Linked DNA regions of Sus scrofa: region 2 is linked to region 1. Evidence: chromatin contacts called from public Hi-C data. All regions are on one chromosome and are shown on one strand. Each heading gives the region's core, a stretch centred on a gene start, on an enhancer-like site or on the middle of the called end of the contact. The rest is flanking DNA. Distances are from core to core; before and after follow the strand shown. Region 1 overlaps LOC106504715 (a long non-coding RNA gene). Region 2 has its middle 50 kb from the start of LSM6.

What was found. A called contact is a pair of places that touch in the nucleus more often than the background predicts.
Region 2: a contact with region 1 is called in a Hi-C map of alveolar macrophages, with 3 times the contacts expected there. The contact joins two enhancer-like sites. A contact is called at or near these places in 9 of 47 Hi-C or Micro-C datasets (alveolar macrophages, embryonic fibroblasts, fetal liver and 5 more).

What each region holds. Positions count from the first base shown.
Region 1 is chr8:82,368,516-82,372,154 of Sscrofa11.1, reverse strand. All of the region lies in intron 1 of LOC106504715 (a long non-coding RNA gene), which reads right to left. It overlaps LOC106504714 (a long non-coding RNA gene), which reads left to right. Exons shown (of 2, transcript XR_001298397.2): 2 at 1-3,466. Among named protein-coding and RNA genes, the nearest start is that of LSM6, 58 kb to the left of the region's middle. Within about 2 kb of position 1,689, at least 61 of the 83 cell types and tissues checked have an H3K27ac peak or open chromatin away from gene starts, as enhancers often do. A contact at or near this core is called in alveolar macrophages, where this site is marked.
Region 2 is chr8:82,476,222-82,479,818 of Sscrofa11.1, reverse strand. No RefSeq gene overlaps it. Among named protein-coding and RNA genes, the nearest start is that of LSM6, 50 kb to the right of the region's middle. Within about 2 kb of position 1,653, at least 3 of the 83 cell types and tissues checked have an H3K27ac peak or open chromatin away from gene starts, as enhancers often do. A contact at or near this core is called in alveolar macrophages, where this site is marked.

The DNA of each region.
Region 1 (3,639 bases), core at 440-2,939:
ATTTGTATCACTTTGCTGTATACCAGAAACTAACACGGCACTGTAAATCAACTGTATTTCAATACAAATTTAAAAAAAATTAGGCCACACAGGGCATGTATAGAGGGGAGTTACCTCCCAGCCCCCACAAGAACCCTGTGGTCACACACACGTTTGTCCCTTGCTGTCCCAGCACAAGCAAACACGCAGCACCCGCTCAGTCGCTCCCGAGTGTCAAGACAGTTGTGGCTGTCCTCTGGATCTAGGCTATTTAGTTGACCCCAAATCACCCAGGGCTGTGGTCCAGTTGACTTCCTCCGTTCCCTCCAGAAGTGCTGGTGTGACAGCATGGCTCACAGAGAAGAGGCTTGAACCCTAACACTTTCAGCTGCATGCAGCCCACTACGGGCTGTTATCTCTCTCCACCAGCAGCTGAGGAATAGTCAGGGGTCACTTCCAGCGGTGTTTTCTTCCTTCCTGTTCTTGCTCAGGGTCCGGCAGTAATGACTTTGGCAGAAGTGTTGGGTCACCTTTTCCCAGAGTCAGGCGACCCTGTCTCCCTGGCTGCTGGCTGAGAGGAGCCTTGAGAAGGGGAGCCAAGGAGGAGCCCTGGGTGTGGACTTGGAGCATCTGAGTTAGTCTGGCGGAGGAGCATTTCATCAGCATCTCTACAGGCCCAGGGAGTCTGTCATCTATTGCCAGGCTTGGGTACCACTGTCTAGAGCTGCAGGAGCCACATGTTTGATAGTGGGTAGAACCAGTGTTGGTCTCGGTCCTTCCTCTACTTTAGCAGCGTAGTGTTAACCCACTTCGGACAGCGCAGTGTGCCTGCCTGTGTCAAATCTTTGAGCTGGGTTGGGATCTCATTTTTTATCTCCCCATTTCCACCGAGAAAGACGGCATAGGAAAAAAAAATCTGGAAATAAGACAAGCCTTAATTCAAACCTCGACAGTGCTACTGATATCTCTTAAACTCAGTTTTAACATCTATAAAAGGCAGATGATATAATTTACTGGGCAGGTTTATTGTGAGGCATAGATCTTAGGGCTATTGTGAGATGGTGTTGTTTGAATCCTATGGAAGTATTATTTCACCATTGGGCTCTGAGCTCTTTGAAGGTACAGACAGCATTTTCTGTTTGTCTTTGTATCCTTAACCTCTAACACAGTAAATAGCTGGCACATACTAGATGCTTAAGGTAAACTTCTCAGAGCAGTCTGCCCAGATGCTTCATCTCAGGATCCCCTATATATCCCATTATACCCTCTTGGTTTCATTCATGGCCTCAACTTGCTATATTTGCTTGTGTATCCTCTTTCTCCAAATTAGACTGTCATTTCTATGCTGTCAGGACTTTGTCTTGGTGTTCAAAGTCTAGAACCGTGTCTGGTACACAGTAGGTGCTCAACATATGTGTATCCAGTGGAGAAAGGAAGAAATGGCAGCTATTTTACGAGGACTCATAGTAGCAGTGATTGCACGATGAACTGGAATCAATCCAAACAGAAAAATGAATTGTCTCTGGACAGCTCAGCAGAAGGGGTGAGCACCGCCAGAAGCCCTTGGAGTTTCCTCCTCAGAGAATTCTGCCTGGGAACCTTTCTTTAGGGCTGGTGATTTCCTCAGGCCTCCGCCAGGAGGCCCTTCATGCTGAAGTGAGCAGCGTGAATGAGGTTTCAGGACCCGGACAAGGGCTGCCTCGGAAGGAGCCTGAACTGGGGCCCTCTGAGGCGTGGGGGAGGGGGCCACACCCTCTCCTGGGCTTGGCACCAGGGGAAGGCTCCAGACGGCGCGGGCTCTGTGCCAGCCTGCTTGGTTCCAGTGGGAAAGCTGACCTTGGCCAGGAAGAACCAGGAAGAGGCACAAATGACTCATTGTCCCACATCCTCCAAGGTGAAAACCCAGCAGTGTGTGTGGCCTCTGGGGCTGGACGCTATTGCAGCCTTGGCTCCCTCCGCAGCCCAAATAAAAGCAGTCGGCCAGCAACTCCGGCGCAGCCCAGGAATACAACGCATGGATGTCACCCATTGTCCCGTTCCACACACTTCCCTGCACTGAAAGTTCCTGAACACCGTGTGTAAGTTCCAGTTCTAAAAGTGGAGCACTATTTCCTTCTAAAGACTTAAGACAGCCTTCATTTCCAATCAAGGGCATGTGACATTGTATGGACTCGTGGAAGAAACGGGATCTATTTTCAGGTCACGTGTGAAGAAGGTTGCGGTGGAATGTGCTTTATTTTTATTCACGAGTTTGGGATCCAAGTCACATTTGTAAGATGCGCCACTGCCTTAAGATTCCCACTAGAGGGCACTCTTGGAAAATATTTATAAGTACATATTTTATTGCTGTCAAGGAAATGCTGTTTTTTAGAAGAAGGGTGGGGGAGGGAACCCGCCAACCGGTCTGAATTTCAGGACAAGCCCTTTGCCTTCACTGGGAACTACTCCTGATTCTTTCAGAAGCGCAGCGAGAGAAGGAAGCTGGAGAGCCCAGGGCAGCTGCTTTCTTGTCCTCTGTCCTTTTATCCACGTGGAACGCAGCTGGCCCTCCGGCCTGAGCCCAAATCCCCTCTGCGTCATGGGGTGGGGGGCGCGCAGCCCCACCTGCCTGGAGATTCCTCTTGGAAAAGGGCTTAGAGATGCTGAACTTGGAGGCTTACGGTTTGGTTGGGGGCCTTCCCTTGCAAGCTAGCAGTGGCCGGAAATCCTCAGAAAAGTGCCAGAAAGGGTCAGAAGGGTGGCTGGGGCGCCAAACAATTAAAAATAGGGCTTCCGGGCAGGCAGCCATGGAGATCTGGCTCGATATGTAAATAAGTGTAAATAAGAGCAAGCCTCGGTGCTTGCTGGAAGAGTGCTGTGCACATTTTGTGCAGCCAGGGTTGCGGGGGGGGGGGGGGGGGGCGGCCCTTATTCTGCATACAGCCCAATTTGTAGAAGAAAAAACTTTTTTTTCTACCACAAAAGAAAATAGCTCCATTGAGTTCCATTGGCGGGGCAAGGGAGGAGATTATTCTTAAAGTTAGATTTTGTATTCAACGAATAGAAGAGTGTCAATGAACAAATGAGAACTGATTTTTAGCCACTAACGCCTTGATTCTGGAGCATAGCTGATACCTAGCACTCAACTCTCCCATCCTTGAACATAAACTACTTCTATCCCGGGCTCTGTCCCACTGCTGTGTGTCACCTTTTAAAGTTGACATTAATTCACTCATGTGAGTGACTTCATTTCATCCTGGAATGAGCTCCGTGAGGGGGTGTTACCATCATCATCCCTATTTCACAGAAGGAAACCAAACTCAGAAAGGGGCAAAGACACACAGCAGTGGGACAGAGCCTGGGACAGAGGCAGTTTACATTCTTCCGGGAATCTCTTACTGAGCATCCGCCATACACCTGGCCCCCTGCGCTAGGTGTGATCTGCTGCTGTTTCTTGTGCTTCCTCAGAAAAAAAAAGGAAAAAAAAAAAAAAAAAAAAAAAAAAAAACCGGCTCTCCAAAAGTCAAGGTAAGCCTTTGAGTTCACTTGGGACCATTCCCCAATTCTTCCTGAAGAATGGCTAGAGAAGAAAATGGGGAAGCACAAAGGCAGCCACTTCCTTTGTCCACAAGGGAATCTTTCAGGTAGTCAGAGCCCTTGTCGGTCTGGGCAGGGTGGCAG
Region 2 (3,597 bases), core at 404-2,903, 110 kb before region 1:
CTTTTCTCCCAAAGCATCCTCACCACTGGGCAGGCCCCCTTGTCTGGGGCTCATAACTCAGCTGTAGCACATGTGGGTTTCTAAGAGGAAGGGCCCTTCCTGTCATATTCCTGAAAATCAAATAACCTAGCTTTAGGATAGCCTAAAGGGGGATTTGCAGGTGGTGGTGGGTGTCCCCTTCCATGTTTTGTTTTGTTTTGTTTTTTGTCTTGTTATAGCCACACCCGTGGCATATAGAGGTTCCCAGGCTAGGAGTAGAACTGGAGCTGCAGCCACCAGCCTACACCACAGCCACAGCAATGCCATATCTGAGCCTCATCTGCCACCTACACCACAGCTCACGGCAACGCCGGATCCTTAACTCACTGAGTGAGGCCCAGGATCAAACCTGCGTCTGCATGGATACTAGTCAGATTCGTTTCTGAGGAGCCACGACGGGAACTCCCCCTTCCCTGCTTTAATATTTTCCTCCTCTATTGACAATGAGGTCCTACTGTATAGCACAGGGAACTCTATCCAATCTCTTGGGATAGACCATGATGGAAAAGAATATTTAAAAAAAGAGTGTATATGTAAGGATGACTGAATCGCTTTGAGGCATAGCAGACATTGGCACAACATTGCAAACCAACTATACTTTAATTTAAAAAAATTAAAAAATAAAACAATTACTTTCTTCCCAATAACTGATTAGAATGGATTGGACTTGCCCAAGGATGTCTATGTGATTAGACATTTTTCCCACCAATATTCCTTCTTTGTTTTTAAAATGTCTCTGTGTTGTAATTTTTCTGACTGTTGTTTTTTGGGACCCTAATTTCTACCACCCAACACTACCAGGAACACCAACACTGCCAAGAACACCAGCACTGCCAAGGCACACTGTCCTCTAACATAGCAAGAAGCCTCGTTCATTCCATTTACAGGCAACTATATTCCTTTCCTGCTCTTACAGATCTTTCCCCGCCTCTAAATAACAAAGGCCACCTCCCACAGCACGTGGACCTTCCCAGGGCAGGAATCAAACCTGCATCACAGTTGTGACCTGTGCCACATCTGCAGCAATGCTGGATCTTTAACCCAAGCAATGCATGGGAAACTTCAGGATATTTTAATTAAAAAAATTTTTTTTTGTAGGTATTCAAAAGATATTTATTGAGTGAAAGATGTTTTAAATTCTATGGTGCTTTATAATTATTAAAAGTTTCACACACATGATTTCATGTAATCCCATAATAAAATTTCTCCATTGATTAAAATATTTTTATAGTTTCTATAAATAAATAAATAAATAACAAAGGCCAAAAGTGACTGGGAAAATATCCAAAGGGAAGAATAAAGCTGGTATGAAGCCCAGTCAAAAACAAGCTCACCAGAATTACAACTACAGGGACCCCCCCTGCCATCACCCCCAACACACACACACACACACACACACACACACACACACACACACACACACACACTTCTTTTTCAACCAATTCCTCACTTAGCACAGTACTTAAGTTTCAGGAAAGGCTTGGGTGATTTTTCTTTAGGAAATAACAGTCAATGCTATTCATAAACAAGGGCACTCTCGCCGTCTCTTGAATGGGTACTACTCGTTCTTGGCAAAGATGAGATGACATAATCCAGGCAAGCTCGCTGCAACCACAGAAATCGTCTACCACTTAGATCAAGGGTTGGACACTGAAGAAGTCATGTCTATATCTTACCAAGTCCACAGTGGTTGCTGAAAGCAACAGCAGAGTTGCTGAAGCAAAGAGAAGTGGCCCATGCAGCTCTCACGGGAAAAGCAACAGAAACCCAATCTAAGTATTGCAACAGCGGGTTTCATTACTACCAGGATAAAGCTAACTTTTTCCATGTGGAGCCCAGAAAGTGAGTGAATAGGTCACATTTTCATCAAGCCCTGTGTGGGTAGGGCAGGCAAAAACCTGTCCTTGCTTGCTTAAGAAGAGACAGAAATCCTGGGTGTGGACGAGATTTCAAGTTCAAGGATGGAGACCAGTGATCAGATTGCCCCAAACTGTCTGCCTTTGATGAAGCCTCTCCTGGGTCTACACAGGGGATCAGCCACCAATCTTTCTGGAGATTCTTTGGCTGGTCTTCTCCACCACGCACCCCTGCCCACCCTCCTGCCACCACTCTATTTCCCTAATATATTTCCCATGCAACAATTAGTTAATGCATTCACACATGAAACTAATTATGATAGAATTAAAGCCTTGCCCATTCCTTTCCACAAATTGAATTTCTAAGACTCAGAGTGAATTCTAAAAAATTTCTTCTTGAGTCATTCCTGGAGGAAAATGAATCACAAGTGAATTACAACTTGAGCGCCACTGTCTACCTGTGTTGCCTGCCATGCGGGGAGGTTTGCGCTCTGAAGGAGGGGGTGACCCTGTGAGACGGAAATCAGAAAACGGGGGTGGAAACTTCTACTGGATCTTTAAACCAGCCCCTCTGGAGCACAAAACTCAAGACAGTGACGCAACTGATCTTGTAGCTGAGATTTAGACAGTCTTAAGCCGACCATTCGTAAACTGGTTTAGTTACGAATCCCTTGAAAAATTTTTCATGTCTGTCACGCCTTGGACATTTTGCAGGTTCCAAATCATAAAATAGAATGTCCAGAATATTCTGAATGGCCATATTTACCTCATCCATTTTAACTGGCACGTCAACATTTATGTTGCTGGAGAATAACTCTAGGAACTATCGCTCTGAATATGAATTAACGGTGGAATGCACCAACCCACTAGTGCAGTGTGGTGAAAAACGAAATACTTTTGTCCAAAATTATAGATGAACCATGTGTGTGAGTGCACTTGTGTGTGAGCAGACATGAATTCATTGGTACTGGGCAACACGATTAAAACTCACTTCATTGGAAGGTAGGATTTTTTTCCCCATCATGTTTTAGAGTAGGATGCCCTTATCCAAATATACAATGCAAATATCCTTACACAATGAAACACACAACAATAAAATCCTACAGCTTGTCACCCTTTTCTAGTACCTATTAGGTTAGCAGCACCATGGTAGACACAAAATAATCCAGCCCAGACACCACCTTTGGGGTATTTACAGCCTCTTAAGAAATACAGGGAGTTCCCATTGTGGCTCAGTGGAAACGAATCTGACTAGTATCCATGAGGACGCAGGTTTGATCCCTGGCCTCGCTCAGCAGGTTAAGGATCTAGTGTTGCCTGCCATAGGCTGTGGTGCAGGTCATAGACGTGGCTTGGATCTGGTATTGCTGTGGCTGTGGTGTAGGCTGGCAGCTACAGCTCTGATTCAACTCCTAGCCTGGGAACCTCCACATGGTACAGGTGCAGCCTGTAAAAAGACAAAAAAGGGGGAAAAAAAAAGAAAAAAAAAGGATACTCTGTTTTTCCCAAATAAAATAAGGGCATTTGCAGCAATGTGGATGGACCTAGGATTATTATATTAAGTGAAGTTAGGCAGTGAGAGACAAACATCATTTGATATCATTTATGTGTGGAATCTAAAAAAAGGACACAAATGAACTTATTTGCTGAACAAAAAAAGACTCATGGACTTGGAAAAACTTATGGTTGGTTACCAAAAGGG